Regions from separate parts of the Mus musculus genome. Here region 2 is linked to region 1. The links are chromatin contacts, called in public HiChIP or PLAC-seq maps. All regions are on one chromosome and are shown on one strand. Each heading gives the region's core, a stretch centred on a gene start, on an enhancer-like site or on the middle of the called end of the contact. The rest is flanking DNA. Distances are from core to core; before and after follow the strand shown.

Region 1 (3,813 bases), core at 651-3,150:
TTGATAGTACATTATGGCCCTTTTCTAAGTATTGGATGCCTAAAATTCAATGTTCAAGTATTGTTCTACACTGTTGCTTACTCTTGAGAAATTCTAATTAATTTACTCAACCCCCTTTCATTGGACATTTGGTTTGTGTCTGGTTTTGCTTTTTTCTAACCTTGAATGTTCTTCAGTTGAGATCTTGCTCATGTAGTCAAAGTATTTTCTGAAGACAAAAGTCAATATGCAGTGACTGGACTGGAAGGGGTGGGAAGGGCTCTTGATGTTTTTCGTTTTGGTATCCCTTTTGCAAGTCTAACTTTACCTTCTAATAATCAGTATTTCACAGTGGACACTTCAAAGTCAATGAATTTACATTTTTCTGTAATTTTTCAGAGAAACCACTGAGTGGGTTAAGGTTATGTTAACTTTAGAAAACTAAGCAAAAAAAGGTTCTTGGCTCTTCATTCTCAGGAGCTCGCTAGATCAACACACAGATGGAAAGTGCTTACATCTCTCCCGGGTATCTCTACTGGATGGACTGGGCTCTATGTGACCTGCATGTTTGGAAGGTGAAGCCAAATCCCTTCCCAACCCAGGAAGGGATTTGATTCTATGCTGAACATCATGACTCATTTCATTAGATTTCTCTTGTTGGAACAAAGCATGCTGGAAAAGGCAGCTTTCCCCCTTTCCAGGGTTGGTCTTTGATCCCCAAATAGGTGAATACCTATCTGCCCATTATATTCTCAACTTCCCAACTTATGTTTTTACATCATGGTAAGCCATTGTCCTTTCCTTGGGTGTGACTTGGATGGGCTACCATTAGTGTTCCATTATTAAGTATGATGTTGATCACTGGATGTTCTTTGTTTTGTTAAGGAAATGTCCTATGCTTTTAATTTTTCAAATATTAAGGGAGATTTTTAAAAGTCTTTTCAAAAAGAAAAAGAACTGGGTTGCCTCATTCAGCCTTGATATAAGGGTTTGTGCCTAGACTTATTGCATCTTGCTATGCTGTGTTCAGTTGATATCCCCGGGAGGCCTGCTCTTCTCTGAAGGGAAATGGAGGAAGAATGGATTTGGAGGAGAGAGGAGGTGGGGAGGGGAATGGTAGAAGTAGAGGGAGAGGAGGCTGAAGTTGGGATATATTATATGAGAGAAGAATAAATTCAAAATAAATAAATAAATAAATAAATAAATAAATAAATAAATAGCTAGGGAGAAAAACAAGCACTGACTGCCATCTACAGAGATAATAATTTATCTTCTTCTATCTCCTATGATTGAGATGTATTCTTTTAATCTCCTAATTTGACCTACACTTTATTATTATTATAATGAATTCTTCCTAGTCAAGGCTTATTACTGTAATTTGTTGTTTTTGTTTTGTGGTGTGGGTTATTTTGAGATAGAACCTTGCATTCCTGGAATTACAGGTGAATGCCACTACAGCCGGTTTAAATCTGACTTTTATTGTTACTTTTAGATTTTGTACTGAGGATGAAACCCAGGGCTTCATATAAATAAGCCAAGCTCTCACCACTGAACTGTGTTTTCCCAGCTATAATTTTTCTGAGAAACCACTGAGTGGGTTAAGGTTATGTTAACTTTAGAAAACTAAGCAAAAAAAAAAAAAAAAAAAAAGGTTCTTGGTTCTTCATTCTCAGGAGCTCGCTAGATCAACACACAGATGGAAAGTGCTTACATCTCTCCCGGGTATCTCTAGTGGATGGACTGGGCTCTATGTGTCCTGCATGTTTGGAAGGTGAAGTCAAATCCCTTCCCAACCCAGGAAGGGATTTGATTCTATGCTGGACACCATGACTCATTCCATTAGATTTCTCTTCTTAGAGCAAAGCACACAAGAATTATCCCTTTCCTGAGGCGGAATTGGCTTAGTCACCTCTTCACTCCAGAGAGCTCTGACACATAGAGGTTGGAAAAGAGTCAATCCAAAATACTGCACACTACTGCACAGGGTGACATTTTTCTTCGTGAAAGCCTTACATGAGTAAGTCTGGTCTATATAGCCAGACATACCTAAGCAGTGGAGCCTCCCTCTACCTATTATCCTTGTTTGGCCAGATGATGCTCATGACGCAAAGCCCTAGAGGGAACAGATCACTTTGCAGCTTCAGACTTACAGGGCTGGAAGACACACACTCCCAAAAGTCCATCATAACATCTATTGCATTCACAATGAGGCAGTCATGCCAACTCCATGGGAGGAACTGACCTCTCTCCTTGCTTCTATGATCTTGGGAAGGACTTCCCTTTAGTCTTTCCTGAGGACCCATGCTCTGAAATAAGACTCCTGGTCTGTGAAAAGCAGACAAATCAGACTTCATTTGACTCATGTGTGTGTGTGTATGTGTGTGTGTGTGTGTGTGTGTGTGTGTGTGTGTGTGTGTGTGTGTGTGTGTGTTTTGTATGATGCATGGTGGGGGTTGTGGTGTGTGTGTTGTGTATGATGCATGGTGGGGGTTGTGGTGTGTGAGGTGTGTATGATACATGGTGTGTGGGGTGTGTATGTGTGTGTTATGTATGATGTGTGTGTGTGTATACATACTTGCCCATGTATGTGCATGTGGAGACTAGATGGTACCATTGCTTTTCTTCTTTTAGCAATCCCCACCCTCCTTTTGAGTCAAGGCCTCTCACTGCACTGGAGCTCACCAATTCAGGTCCATTGGCTGACTGGGGAGCACTTGCTTTGTGCCTAGGATCTAGGTGGGTGCTGGGAACCCACACTCGGGTCCTCTTGCTTGTGCAGCAAGCACTTTACTGACTGAGCCATCTTCCTACCCCACCCCCACCCCCATGTGTATGGCAACTAATTGCAGTATTTGCTTTTGTGGCTGGGACAGAAGAGATGTCCAGAAGAGAAATCAAATGATGAATAGATGGGAGCTTACTCCAACCCAGGCAGTAGTCCATCAATGTATATATATTGTAAACAACATCTTTTGGATCCCTGCCTCAGAATACCTGGAGGAAGCTGTTCAAACGCAAGTTCCTAGACCCATCTAGATTTTCATATCAGAATTTGTAGGTGTGGAGGAGCAGTTATGTGCATTTACACCAGGGTCCTCTGGAGGTTCTCATGAGCACTTCCATTGGAGACTCAAGCTCTGGGTGATCAGTCTCAATGAGATTATGTTGGGGAAATCTTCCTCATTCACTGACTGGCATACCATCTTAATCAATGTTCTATTGCTGTGAAGAGACATCACAACCATGGCAACACTTAATAGGAAAAGCATGTCATTGGGGCTGGCTTACAATTTCAGAGGTTTAGTCCATTATCATCACGGCGGGAAAGTATGGCAGCACACAGGCAGACATGGTGCTGGAGAAGGAGCTGAGAGTTCTACATCTGTATCAGCAGGAAGCAAGAAGAGTGACAACCACTGGGCCTGGCTTAGGCATTTGAAATCCCAAAAGCCCACCCCCAGTGACACACTGCCTCCAGCAACACCACACCTACTTCAAAAAGGCCACACCTCCTAATCCTTGTTAAGTAGTTTCAGTCCCTAATGACCAAGCTTTCAAATCTGTGAGCCTGTGGGAGCCATTCCTATTTAAACTACCACCCGTACATCTTTGCCTGCCTCTTCTTTCTGGTAGAGCAGGGTTAACCCACTCTAAGCAAGAGCATGGAGGCAAAGGGATATTAGTGGAGTTGGTATCTCATGTTTCTGACAGATTTATCCAATGATGAGTTATTATTAGAAATTTTAATTACTCAAACAGCTGTTGGGGAAGTCGTCTTTCATGATATAGGTGGCCTAGAGAGGCTTTGCAGTGCTTGACAGACAAGATGGCCCT
Region 2 (3,813 bases), core at 366-2,865, 150 kb after region 1:
GTCGCCCCACATCTGCTGATGTCACGGCCAGTGGCGGCTGTCTTGAAAGGAACCTTGACTGTCACCAACCCAGTGATTTCCCCTACTCATGCGCACCCTGCTGCCAAGATTTGCCCAGCTCCAAAAAAAAAAGAAAGGAAGGGAGGGAGGGAGGGAGGAAAGGAGAGAGAGAGAGAGAGAGAGAGAGAGAGAGGGAGAGAAAGAGAGAGAGAGAGAGAGAGAGAGAGAGAGAGAGAGAGAGAGAGAGATTCTTCTTTAAAAGTGTGAGATCTAGTCTTTATGTTTGCCTGTTGTGCCAGTAACCTGGAAAGGTGAGCGAGGAGATCTGGAGTGTAAGACTAGCTTGAGCTACATATCTAAGCTCTGTCTTGAACAAAAATGAGAAACACAGAAAGAAAGAAAAGAGAAGGATTTATATTCCTTACCATCTCCCAGGGGATTCCAGTGCTGCTCATGAGGAGAGAGGACACTTTGCTCCCCGCTGAGGTGGCGTCACTGGTGGGGTTGCTAAGGGAGAGAAGTGCCTCCCATCTGCCCATAGCATATCACCCATATCATCCGCACCATCCTTGAGAAGAACCCCTTCTTCCTTTCACTCTAAGGTCACAGGACACGTCTATGAATCATGTCCCAGGTGACACTGTGCCTTCTGTGATCTGTCCACTTTAATAGAAGGATTTAGATTTTCTTTGCACATGTGAAGGGGCTGTGTCCTGCCCTAGGGGTTAAATTTAAGAATATTGTAAACCACTAGCATGATTATGGTCTCAAAGCCATCCTTTAAAAAAAGTGTTTATTATTTTGATCACAAAAGCAGTACTCACTCAGAAATATAAAGAAAAAGATAATGATCTCATTTTAAGACCTCTTCAGTCTTTATTGTCAAAAAAAAAAAAAAGCCGGCAGTGGTGGCACATGCCTTTAATTCCAGCACTTGGGAGGCAGAGACAGGCGGATTTCTGAGTTTGAGGCCAGCCTGGTCTACAGAGTGAGTTCCAGGATAGCCAGGGCTATACAGAGAAATCCTGTCTCAAAAAACAAAAAAAACAAAAAAACAAAAAAACAAAAAAAAAAACCAAAACAAAACCAAAAATAAACAAACAAACAAAAAACCTTGATTGTGTCAGTCAGCTTGGTATTGCTGAAATAGGTTGCCTGAGTTAATCAGCTTAAAAGAAGAAAGGTTCGTTTTGCTCACAGTTTTGGAGCTGTGTGACCAGTTAGTCCGTTGCTTCTAGGGTAGAGGTGAGACAGGGCATCAGGACAGAAGCTCAGAGTGGGAGCAGCCGGAAAGCAAAGAGAAAGAGCTGAGTATATCAATGCCCCGTAATCTGTTAGGAACACATGCTCAGGGACCTCTGATTTCCTGCAAGGTCTTGTGAAGGTCTAACCATCTCTCCATAGCACCATGAACAAGGAACCACACCCCTAACACATGGGCACGCAGGAATGCTTGGTCAAACCACAGCCATTGTAACTATTCATCTAGCCCCTGTCTTAGCCAGTTGCCTAATAAAAAGCCACAGCGTACTGTGAGTCACATCCCTCCTTCTGGCCTGCACACCTGTTCTTGGAGGGAGGTGAACAGGAAGGACCAAGACACTGGGATGAAGGTCACCCGGAGCAGTCTCCTTCCTCCCTGAGCCGTGGGCAGCTGGAGCTCGCAAGCACAGGACTCTCTTCCTCCGTCCTGATTTTTATTTTTATTGAGAAGTGATTCAACTGATGACTCCCAGATCCAAAATGTCTGAGTCCTAGAATCCGACTTATTACAGATCTGAATCAGAGGCTTTCATCCTGCCCTTGTGGGACACAGTCACGGGACCACAAGGGCTTTCTGCTACATGGTCAGGACCAAGGATCTGCTTCCAGAATTTGAGAATATAGATAAAGGTGGATGGAGGGTGAGAGCTTTTTATTCATGAGCTACAAAAAGCCTGCTTTCCCTTAGCGAGTTAACAGTCAGGTTGAGATGGAAATATGTTTCTTTATCAATTTCATAAGCACCCAGCAGTGAACTCATAAGAAGTAGACAGTGAGCTCGTAGAGCAAGCAGGTCAGTCCAGGGGTGCTAAGTGAAAACTCAGTGTCTATGCTCCAGGAGGACAGTGACCGTTCCGGCTCCTCTTGCCCATGCGAGCAGGTTTCTACAGTGTCAACCTGGCCTGTGCGACCCAAGCACTCCCATAATGCCATTCATCTCCCTTCACAGAATGAAGTGATCAGCCAGCAGCTGTGCGTCATCTTCACACACTGTTACGGTCCCTACCCCATCCCCAAGCTCACGGAGATCAAGAGGAAGCAGACCTCACGCCTGGGTGAGCAGTGGTCCGGGTATACTCAGGCTATGGCTGTGGGAAGTGGGGATGGGAAGGAAGCAAACATGTGGAACAGATACAGAATGTGAGCTTTGGAGGGCAGACAAGAGACAGAGAGGGGAGGAGCCAGGCCAGAGAAATGAGTTCTCCTTCAGCAGGTGGTAAATCTCTTTAGAGAAAAACAGCAGAAGAGATGGATAAGGGGACCCTAGTACCTCACCCATGGGACCTTTTTTCCTCTTTCACTGACACTGGGGACACCTGAGGCATAAGTCCCATGCACCAAAGATTATGATAGATGGCCCAATGTCCATGTCACCTCTGATGCTTTTGATGGTCATCTCAATACATACAGTCTATATTAGAATCATCTAGGAAAAGAACCTCTAAAGACGGATTCTCTAAGTTAGGGTAGTCTATGGAGATTGCCCTCACTGAATTGTTGGTGTGGGAAACCCCAGCCTAAAAGTGGGTGGGCTCTCTAGTCCTGCAGTGACCTGATGTGCCAGGGTGGGTTGGTATGGGGGGGGGAGACTCCCCCTTATCAAAGGAGAATGGGACAGGGGGAAGGGGCTATGAGACTGTGGGATGGAAGGAGATAGGGGGCTGCAATCAGGATGTAAAGTGAATGAATAAATAAATGAATAAGTTAATGGGTGGGGGGAGTAAGTGGGCGCCGTTGCCTGGATTTGTACAAAAAGGAAACAGTGAGAAGAGCACAATAGTGTGTGCATTCTCTCTCTCTCTGACTGTGGGTGTGATCAGCTGCTTGGTGTGGGTGAGTACTTGTTCACTGTGGGTGAGTACCCGTCACCTTGACTCTCTGCTATGACGGACTATACGCTGGAATTGTGAACTAAACCCTTTCTCCCCTAAGTTGCCTTTGTCTGGGTATGTTATCAAAGCAACAGGAAAAGAAACTAAGACAGCAAGTCTCCCATTTGTGAGGTCCCTCATCTTCACTCCAGAGGAATAGGCAGGAGACTCCAGTGAGCCAGGAGTGTCCCTGAAGGAAGTCCTGCTTGAGGAAATGATAAAAAAAAAAAGAGAACAATCCCCCACCCCAACACACACACACACACACACACACACACACACACACACACACACACATACACACAACTACAAAAACAAGGGCAAGATGCGCCAGAAGTTAAGAATGAGCACTGTTCTTCCAGAGGACCCTAGTTCAGTTCCTAGCAGTCATATACAGTGACTTATAACACCTATAACTGTAGATCCGATGAGATTCAATACCTCTGGCCTCTTGTGGCACCCATACAGGTATACCCATATATAGGTAATTAAAAATAAAATAATTTTTTAATTAAAAAGGAAGGACATACCTGAGCAGTGGGGGCTGGATGCTCTGGAATCCAGTGAGGATAACTGATCACTCTAGGTGCTCCACTGATGCTTGCCCTGAGCCAGCTCCAGCCCTGTGTCTGATTTCCACCTCTCTATAGCTCTCAGATATCCTAGGAGGTAGGATATC

The links. HiChIP or PLAC-seq counts read pairs in DNA pulled down with a chosen protein or histone mark.
Region 2: an H3K27ac HiChIP or PLAC-seq map of embryonic fibroblasts shows a contact between it and region 1, with 4 times the contacts expected there. The contact joins two enhancer-like sites. A contact is called at or near these places in 1 of 115 datasets of contacts at active chromatin or transcription factors (embryonic fibroblasts) and 2 of 9 other capture datasets (adipose tissue and embryonic stem cells).

What each region holds. Positions count from the first base shown.
Region 1 is chr10:85,484,796-85,488,608 of GRCm38.p6, forward strand. All of the region lies in intron 1 of Btbd11 (BTB (POZ) domain containing 11), which reads left to right. Among named protein-coding and RNA genes, the nearest start is that of Btbd11, 100 kb to the left of the region's middle. Within about 2 kb of position 1,901, at least 33 of the 459 cell types and tissues checked have an H3K27ac peak or open chromatin away from gene starts, as enhancers often do. A contact at or near this core is called in embryonic fibroblasts, where this site is marked.
Region 2 is chr10:85,638,291-85,642,103 of GRCm38.p6, forward strand. Btbd11 (BTB (POZ) domain containing 11) reads left to right here. Exons shown (of 17, transcript NM_028709.2): 12 at 2,213-2,318. Among named protein-coding and RNA genes, the nearest start is that of Gm40731, 50 kb to the left of the region's middle. Within about 2 kb of position 1,616, at least 36 of the 459 cell types and tissues checked have an H3K27ac peak or open chromatin away from gene starts, as enhancers often do. A contact at or near this core is called in embryonic fibroblasts, where this site is marked.